Regions from separate parts of the Mus musculus genome. Here region 2 is linked to region 1. The links are chromatin contacts, called in public promoter capture Hi-C maps. All regions are on one chromosome and are shown on one strand. The core of a region is the stretch at or near the end of the contact, and the rest is flanking DNA. Distances in the headings are between cores, read along the strand shown.

The links. Promoter capture Hi-C pulls out the DNA fragments that hold promoters and counts their contacts.
Region 2: a promoter capture Hi-C map of the HPC-7 cell line shows a contact between it and region 1. The contact joins the promoter of Hcar1 here to the enhancer-like site in region 1. A contact is called at or near these places in 12 of 39 promoter capture datasets (the 3T3-L1 cell line, the C10 cell line, the HPC-7 cell line and 9 more), 1 of 15 datasets of contacts at CTCF or cohesin (large pre-B cells), 2 of 115 datasets of contacts at active chromatin or transcription factors (double positive thymocytes and microglia) and 2 of 9 other capture datasets (adipose tissue and liver).

Annotation. Positions count from the first base shown.
Region 1 is chr5:123,627,460-123,631,774 of GRCm38.p6, reverse strand. It overlaps Clip1 (CAP-GLY domain containing linker protein 1), which reads left to right. Exons shown (of 24, transcript NM_019765.5): 9 at 606-1,550. It also overlaps the pseudogene Gm24840. Among named protein-coding and RNA genes, the nearest start is that of Clip1, 55 kb to the left of the region's middle. Within about 2 kb of position 2,359, at least 8 of the 459 cell types and tissues checked have an H3K27ac peak or open chromatin away from gene starts, as enhancers often do. A contact at or near this core is called in adipose tissue, where this site is marked.
Region 2 is chr5:123,877,876-123,882,190 of GRCm38.p6, reverse strand. It overlaps Hcar1 (hydrocarboxylic acid receptor 1), which reads left to right and starts at 2,188. Exons shown (of 1, transcript NM_175520.5): 1 at 2,188-4,315. The coding sequence starts at 2,589. The coding sequence ends at 3,620.

The DNA of each region.
Region 1 (4,315 bases), core at 1,110-3,609:
GGAAATTGAACTCAGGACCTCTGGAAGAGGAGTCAGTGCTCTTAACCGCTGAGCCATCTCTCCAGCCCTCTCTCTGAGTTTTCAAATCCTGATTTGTGTCTCATGGCACGGCTTGCTTTAGATGAGACACCTGTGGCTAATGACTGTGTGCACAGTGGGCTTGAATCGCTCCTCAGGTGGAGTAGCACCTAAAGCGCTCCTGAAAGCAGTCTGGGTAAAGGCAACAGAACAAACTGACCAAATGAGCAGTCTTGCTTCCAGGAGGCAGGCAGATTACTGAATCTCTTATTTGGAAGCTACTGTCTCTGTTAACTTCTTATCAGTTAATGAGAACTTCCAGTTTAAGCTTCCTTAGAGTTGAGACAGATATTGTTGGAGTGAGATAAACTCAATATCCACGTGAGACTTCAGCACGGTAGGAGTTTGTTGACGATTATAGTAATTATGCAGTAGAGTTTCCGGAATTGAGCTTAAGCCATTATCTCCCTGTGCGAGCCCGAGACGTTCACCCTTACATGTGATAGGCGGGCTCTGCTTGACTCTGGGTGTTTGGTAAATAAGGAAAATCATCAGTGCTCTCTGTCTCTTATGACCGCTGTTAATAGGTGGCTACCGTCTCAGAAAAGTCCCGAATAATGGAACTAGAAAAGGACCTAGCATTGAGAGCACAGGAAGTAGCTGAGCTCCGAAGAAGGCTAGAGTCCAGTAAACCTCCTGGGGATGTGGATATGTCTCTCTCCCTTTTGCAAGAAATAAGTGCTTTGCAAGAAAAGCTAGAAGCCATCCATACTGACCACCAGGGCGAGATGACTTCTTTGAAGGAACACTTCGGAGCTCGAGAGGAGGCGTTTCAGAAGGAGATCAAGGCTCTGCACACGGCCACTGAGAAGCTTTCCAAAGAGAACGAGTCCCTGAGAAGCAAGCTCGACCACGCTAATAAGGAGAACTCCGATGTGATAGCTCTATGGAAGTCCAAACTGGAGACCGCCATAGCATCCCACCAGCAGGCAATGGAGGAGCTGAAGGTGTCCTTTAGCAAAGGCATTGGAACGGACTCCGCTGAATTTGCTGAGTTAAAGACACAGATAGAGAGACTGAGACTAGATTACCAGCACGAAATAGAAAGTTTACAGAGTAAACAGGACTCTGAGCGGTCTGCTCATGCTAAAGAGATGGAGACCATGCAGGCCAAGCTGATGAAGATCATTAAAGAGAAGGAGGACAGCCTGGAGGCCGTCAAAGCGAGACTGGACAGTGCAGAAGACCAGCACCTAGTGGAAATGGAGGACACGCTAAACAAACTGCAGGAGGCGGAGATTAAGGTAAAGGAGCTAGAGGTTCTGCAGGCCAAGTACACTGAACAAAGCGAGGTCATTGGTAATTTTACATCGCAGCTCAGTGCTGTCAAAGAAAAGCTCTTGGATCTTGATGCGCTTCGGAAAGCCAATTCCGAAGGTAAACTGGAGCTCGAGACACTTAGACAGCAGCTTGAGGGAGCTGAAAAGCAGATTAAAAACTTAGAGACTGAAAGGAACGCTGAAAGTAGCAAGGTTTGTATTGGTATCTCCCATCCTTTTTTTCCCCCTTTTTCATTTGTTATTTTCATTGTTTGTTACTTTTAAGTTGAAGTCATTCATCTCCAAAACGCCTGATCTAACGTGAGCTGTGTGGTGCATCCACTCGAGTAGAATACTCTCTGAGGCTCTCAAGTGTGGCTTCTTCCGAGGAGAGCAGAGCAAGTAATGGCCAGCCGTGTGAATTTTAGTTTCCTATTATTTGGAAACTTTATCTGCTACTTTATCTCCTGGCCATGATGTAAACTCCTATTTAAGCTTATACTCTCTGTTTAAAATAGAGCTGACTTCCTAAAACAGTGATGTAAGGTTTAAGGGGGGGGGGGCTGAGGAGGAGGGAGGGAAGAAGGGAGACAGACACACAGACACACAGACACACGCTCAGGCTGGGCCTGGTAGTACATGCATATAATAAATACTTAGAATGATAAGGCAGGAAGTTTGCCAGTCCAGTTCCAGGCCAGCCTGGACTACATAAAGAGACCCTGTCAAAACAAAACAGAAACAATCAACCAAAACAAAAACCACACTGTAAGTTTATTTATTCCCTTTCTGCCCGCATCATTCCCTGGCTTATAGGGTTATTTCTGTATTAAAGTAGAACATGAGCTCTGGAGAGCTTCTTAACTGCTGTAGGAGTCAGCATGCTGTGCTAAGTAGTGCTCTCACCAAGTTAGGCCAGGAGCCCAGAGCTATTTGCATTGTTACCGTACTTTTATGCCACAATGAAGAATCCCATTGTGATAAGACGCGACCAAGACTACTTATAGAGGGAGGAGCTTATCCGGAAGTTGTAGTTCAGAGGGTGTGAGTCCCATGATCACCCTGGCAGGAGCTTGGCAGCAGGTAGGCAGAGGTGGTGCTGGAGCACGAGCTCCGTGAGCATGGGTTGAATGAGAGACTTTGAAACCTCAAAGCGTGCCCCCACCCCCCATCTATCATATACCACCTCTAACAAGGCCACTTCCTAATCCCTTTCAAAGTTTCACCAACTGGGGATTAGGTAGTCAATATATATGATCCTGTGGGGCCATGCTCATTCCAACCACCATACCATCTAACCTTTGCTTTCTGGAGGTGGCAAGAAAACTGAGGCTGGGTCTCACTGTGTACCCCAAGCTGCCCTTAAGTTCCTGGTCCTTTTGACTTTTCCTCTCAAGCGCTGAGATTACAACATGTCTCACTATGTCCCTGTCCCTTGTGGGCTTTATTTTTGTTATTTGTTTGTTTGTTTGTTTGTTTAATACAGGGTCTCACTTTGTAGCCCAGGTTGGCCTAGAGTTGGCTTTATAGCCTACGCTGGCCTTGAGTTCTCAGTGGTCCTCGTATTTTGGTCTTCCAAGTACTGGGATTACAACAGACATGCCTCCCCTCCTGGGGCTGTTCCTTTTTGTGTGTTGTTTGGGGAGTTGGGAGACTAGACAAGTGTGTTGTTTGTCAAGGATTAGGAAACTAAAGCGTCCACATTTCCTGTTATCCAGCCCTGTCAAATGTCAGCCTCAGTTCCCCAAGATACTCTTCCCCAGTCCTGCCCCCAGTGGAGGCTCTGGGACTGATGATGAACGGCTTTTGTGGAAGAAGCTGTTCTATTGACAAAGAAGAAAGGGCTGTGGTAGCTAAATGAGGACATGAAGACAGATGAACAGCAAAAGTCTGCTAAGTAACTGTACTTGAAAATAAGCTAGCTATAGGAAAAGTCTCTCTAAGGTGGTTCTGAAGGAGCAATAATAAAAAGCAAGTTAGCTAGAATAGAGTATTGGGCTGATCATTGGGTCACCCTTTTGCATAAGGATTTAGTGAAAGCTGAGTTCTGACGGCTGTCCACTGGATCTTTAAAGGAAACTTTGAAATATTTTAAGCACACAAATTTACAGAACAATGTAAACTACCAGTACAATGTGCCCAGGGCCTGTCTGTGCTACAAACAGGCCCTACCACTTTTTTTAAACTGATAAGAACAGATACTACACTTGATCTTAGCCAAAAGGCCGAGAAGCGATCTACCACTTTTTTTAAATTCAGAAATGAACTTTACCAGGTAGCTCATTGAGGACGTAAATGCAGCACTGCCTTCTTTAGACCGAGATGGTTTTCAAATTTAGGGATAGAAGAGTAGTATATTTTGACCTTTTAAAAATAACCATCAGAACAGGGTGGTGGCGGCACACCTTTAGTGCCAGCACTGGGGAGGCAGAGGCAGACAACTCTCTGAGTTCCAGGCCAGCCCGGTCTACACAGCAAGTTCTGGGACAGCCAGGGCTACACAGAGAAACCCTGCCTTGACAAAGGGAAAAAAAAAAGAAAAACCATTAGAAGGTGGAGAGGCGCTCAGCAGTTAAGCATTGCCTGCTGCTGTTGAGGAGGAGCCAGGCTTGGTGTCTCGTTCCAGGGGATCCGACCCTGTCTTTTGGCGAGCTTCTGCACATATATGATGTACATAAACCTACAGGCGAGCACACACACACACACACACACACACATACAAATACAATTAACGTAACTTACTTACTTACAACACGCCTTAGCTAGGCATGTTGGCACACAGAGTTTGAGGCCATGCAGGTCTACATAGAGAGTTCCAGGACAAACAGGGGCAGTCATACCTACAGCTTTTTGTTTGAAAAGTCACAAAGCGAGAAACGACAAAAACCCCTCGTTCCAGTATTGTTTTGTTGTGTTTCTCATTATTATTATTATTATTATTTTACCATTTTATTTTTCCTTATCATTCTTTTTTGTTT
Region 2 (4,315 bases), core at 939-3,438, 250 kb before region 1:
TGTTTCAGAATAAAGGAGGAGGGAGAGGGAAGAAGGGAAGCAAGAAGGAGAGGAGGGAAGGAGAAGGGAGGGGGAGGAGGGGAGGAGGAGGGAGAGGGGAGGAGGGGAGGAGGAAGGAGAGGGGAGGAGGAAGGAGAGGGGAGGAGGAGAGGAGGAGGGAGAGGAGGAAAGAGGAGGAGGGAGAGGGGAAAGAGGAGGAGGGAAAGGCCAGAAGGAAAGGTATGACACACTCCTCACCCCAGCTCAATGGTAGCACTGGCCAAGAATACATACACAAAGCCCTGGGTTCAAGCCACAGGACAGAACAACGTTAATTTCTCAGTGGCAGCTGAATGTCAAAGGCCAATGAGAGGAAGTGAAGGCAGGTAGAACATGGTTTCTACAGCCATGCAGGAGGTGACTGTCAGTGATGGGGGAGTAGTGGGTGATGCCACATGAGGTGATGGTGTCTGTGATGGGGTAGCAGGGGGATACATGGAGCTGATTTGGAGTCTAGTATTCAACTGGGAAAATGTAAGCAGTTGGCCTGGTGACACCAAGGATGAAGAGTTCAGGTGAAGGCAGGGCTCTACAGAGATCCTGTCTTAAAAAGTCAGGAAGAGGTGAAGGGAGGGGAAAGAAAGGAGACAGAGAAGGGGAAAGACTGGGTGGGAGGAAGGTGGGAAGAAAAACAGAAAGGGGGTATAAATAAGGGGATTCTAACTGGCTGGTGACTCATAGCCTTTAACCTTAGTAGTTGGGAGATGGAAGATAAGAGATCCAAGGCCATCATCTGTAGAGCAAGGTCAGGACTAACCTGGGCCACTTGAAAGGGATTTTCTCCCTGTCCCCCCCCTCCCGCCCCTTCTCTCCACAGGCTGGGTTTCTCTGTAGCCTTGGCTGTCCTGGACTTGCTCTGTAGACCAAGTTGACCTTGAACAGAGATCTTCCTGCTTTTGCCTCTAGAGCATTGGGATTAAAGGTGTGGGCTACCACACCTGGATGGGAAGAGAAAGAAAGAAAGAAAGAAAGAAAGAAAGAAAGAAAGAAAGAAAGAAAGAAAGAAAGAAAGAAAGAAAGAAAGAAAGAAAGAGAAAGAAAACAGGTGATGGAGTGGTGATGCAGATGTGGCTCAGCGGTGAAGAGCAAGGACCTCCTGCTCTTCCCGAGGACTGGTGTTAGTAAGTTCCCAGCCCCACCTCGCCACCACAACCACCTGTAACTCCATCTCAGAAGATCCAGCGCCCTCTTCTGGCCTCCATGGGCACTTACACATAAATAAAACAAATCTTTATTTAAAGGTCTGTGTGTGTGTGTGTGTGTGTGTGTGTGTGTGTGTGTGTGTGTGTGCGCGCGCGCGCGCGCGCGCAAGCGTGCATATTCTGGGCATGCACTACCATGTCCAGCCCAAATCTAGCTTTAATCAGCATATGGAAGAAGGTACCCCTGTGTTCTTTCCGTGCACACCGTCTCCCCCCACCCCATTCTTCCTACATGGGAAAAGGCGGCAGATGGACACTCTCTCAAGCTAAAGGACAGGAAATTTCGGCAAAGACTCCAGTTTTTTAAACAGTTTCATTTTGCCCGTGATTATTTTAGAAATTAACTCCTTAAGCGACCGCTTGGTTTCATACTCACCCCACTACCTGGCTATAGGGAGATGTTTGCCTCTTCTGAGCCAACGATTGGAAACAGAGCCAAAGTTTTGCAAAAGTAACTAACTAGATTCTACTTCCCAGTAGAGCAGGGACCCGACTTCTCCAGAAAAGGTTGCCTCATGGAGACAGGAGAAAATCATTTTCATCTCTTTGGAGGGGGGTGGCAGAAGGACTAGAGCCCAAAGCGCAGAGTTTTGCACATGCCGCAGTCTCCGAGCTATACCCTCAGCCCAGAAAGAATTTTTCTAATACCGGGCGGATGTTTCAAACTGCGTTTCTCTGCAGACCTTCCCAGGAGTGGAGGCTGTGCTTCTGGGTGTGGGCACCGGAAGTGGCCCCGAGAGGCCGCAGAGCACAGTCTCCCCTCTCTGGCACTGCATGGGAGTGTCCCAGGGGATTGAGGGAGGACGGGTAGTCAGGCAAAGGTTAGGGAGGAAAGCAGCCAGGCAGAGGCCCAGAACGACTCCAGGAAATGTTTAGATTTCTCCACCAGGAGGGAGGGCAAACAAGCTCCCCCCACACCCCCACCCCGCAAGCCTTCTGGCAGCTCAGAGCATTCTGCAGCGCAGAGCGTGAGGGAAAAAGACAAAACCAGAAAAAGAAAAGTCATCTCCAGGGCTCGATCTAGCAACGAGTCTGTAGCATGTATAGCGTCGGACCCCCGAGCTGCAACCCAGAAATGTACACTCGTGGGAAACCGCTTGCACCCCAGAGCCTGACCCAGCTGCAGGCTTCAACTCTGTAGGGGACGTGCAGCTCGTGATCCAAGCCTAGGAGAAAGGACTTGCTGCCGGCTTTCATTTCCTGGCTGAAGTTTCTCTCGTGGGTGCAGCGCCTGCATCCCAGGGTGATGAGGTTAGGGGCCCAGCTGCTAGAGGAGCCCTAGTGTTCGGATAGGCAGCTGTGCCTCTGTGCCGGCCACCTTGGATGCCAGTCCTCTCTCCAACTGCTATGGACAACGGGTCGTGCTGTCTCATCGAGGGGGAGCCCATCTCCCAAGTGATGCCTCCTCTACTCATCCTGGTCTTCGTGCTTGGCGCCCTGGGCAACGGCATAGCCCTGTGCGGCTTCTGCTTTCACATGAAGACCTGGAAGTCAAGCACTATTTACCTTTTCAACTTGGCTGTGGCCGATTTTCTCCTCATGATCTGCTTACCCCTTCGGACAGACTACTACCTCAGACGCAGACACTGGATTTTTGGAGATATCGCCTGTCGCCTGGTCCTCTTCAAGCTGGCCATGAATAGGGCCGGGAGCATTGTCTTCCTCACTGTGGTGGCTGTGGATAGGTATTTCAAAGTGGTCCACCCCCACCATATGGTGAATGCCATCTCCAACCGGACTGCCGCCGCCACCGCCTGTGTCCTCTGGACTTTGGTCATCTTGGGGACTGTGTATCTTCTGATGGAGAGTCACCTGTGTGTGCAGGGGACACTGTCGTCCTGTGAGAGCTTCATCATGGAGTCAGCCAACGGGTGGCACGATGTCATGTTCCAGCTGGAGTTCTTCCTGCCCCTGACAATCATCTTGTTCTGCTCGGTCAACGTTGTTTGGAGCCTGAGACGGAGGCAGCAGCTGACCAGACAGGCTCGGATGAGGAGGGCCACCCGGTTCATCATGGTGGTGGCTTCTGTGTTCATCACGTGTTACCTGCCCAGCGTGCTGGCTAGGCTCTACTTCCTCTGGACGGTGCCCACTAGTGCCTGTGACCCCTCTGTCCACACAGCCCTCCACGTCACCCTGAGCTTCACCTACCTGAACAGTATGCTGGATCCCCTTGTATATTACTTCTCAAGCCCCTCGCTCCCCAAATTCTACACCAAGCTCACAATCTGCAGCCTGAAGCCCAAACGCCCAGGACGCACGAAGACGCGGAGGTCAGAAGAGATGCCAATTTCGAACCTCTGCAGTAAGAGCTCCATCGATGGGGCAAATCGTTCCCAGAGGCCATCTGACGGGCAGTGGGATCTCCAAGTGTGTTGAATGCCATTAAGACAAACAGCCCAACAACGAGGCAGAGAAATGGGCAATGTGAGTTAAATCTGAAGGGTGGAGGACTTGAAGATGTCCCCTCCCACTCTTAGCTGTATCTTTCTCACTCAGGTAGAAATGGGATCCACCCTGCTTGACCTTTTCCAGAAGGTTCCAAACCGGTTGGTTGTGTTTAAATACTCTGATAGCAATGGTGAAGGGGCAGCGTGTGAGTGTGAAGGAAACCGTGGGTGTCGGGTTAGGAACTACCTGGAGCCCGTGTCGCTTTGCATGGCTGAGAAAAGCGGTATGAGCCTGGCTGGGTCTTGTTCTAGCTCGGAGAGAGTTAACGATCTCAATAACTCGTCGGTATTTCCTGGACTGAAAAAAATAGAAACTGCACTGAGTCAATACACTTATTTCCAGCTGAGCGAGACCCTTTACTGCAGGACACCCGGACCTAGCCGTTTTTTTTAAATCTTCCCTGGGGAGCCTCCACACATTTCAAGGTTTGAACATCCAGGTGGCCCAGGAGGGCAGCAAAAAGAATCTATTCTAACCTTGCTGGCGCCACGATATTTTGCTGATTTTAAGTGGTTTCATCCTTTGTTTTTCTTTTGTTTGCATTTCAAAGAAGATGCTGAGGGACTTGTCCACCTGATATCAGCTATCGTTTCTCCAGTGGGAACTGAGAGCCTGTTTACGGC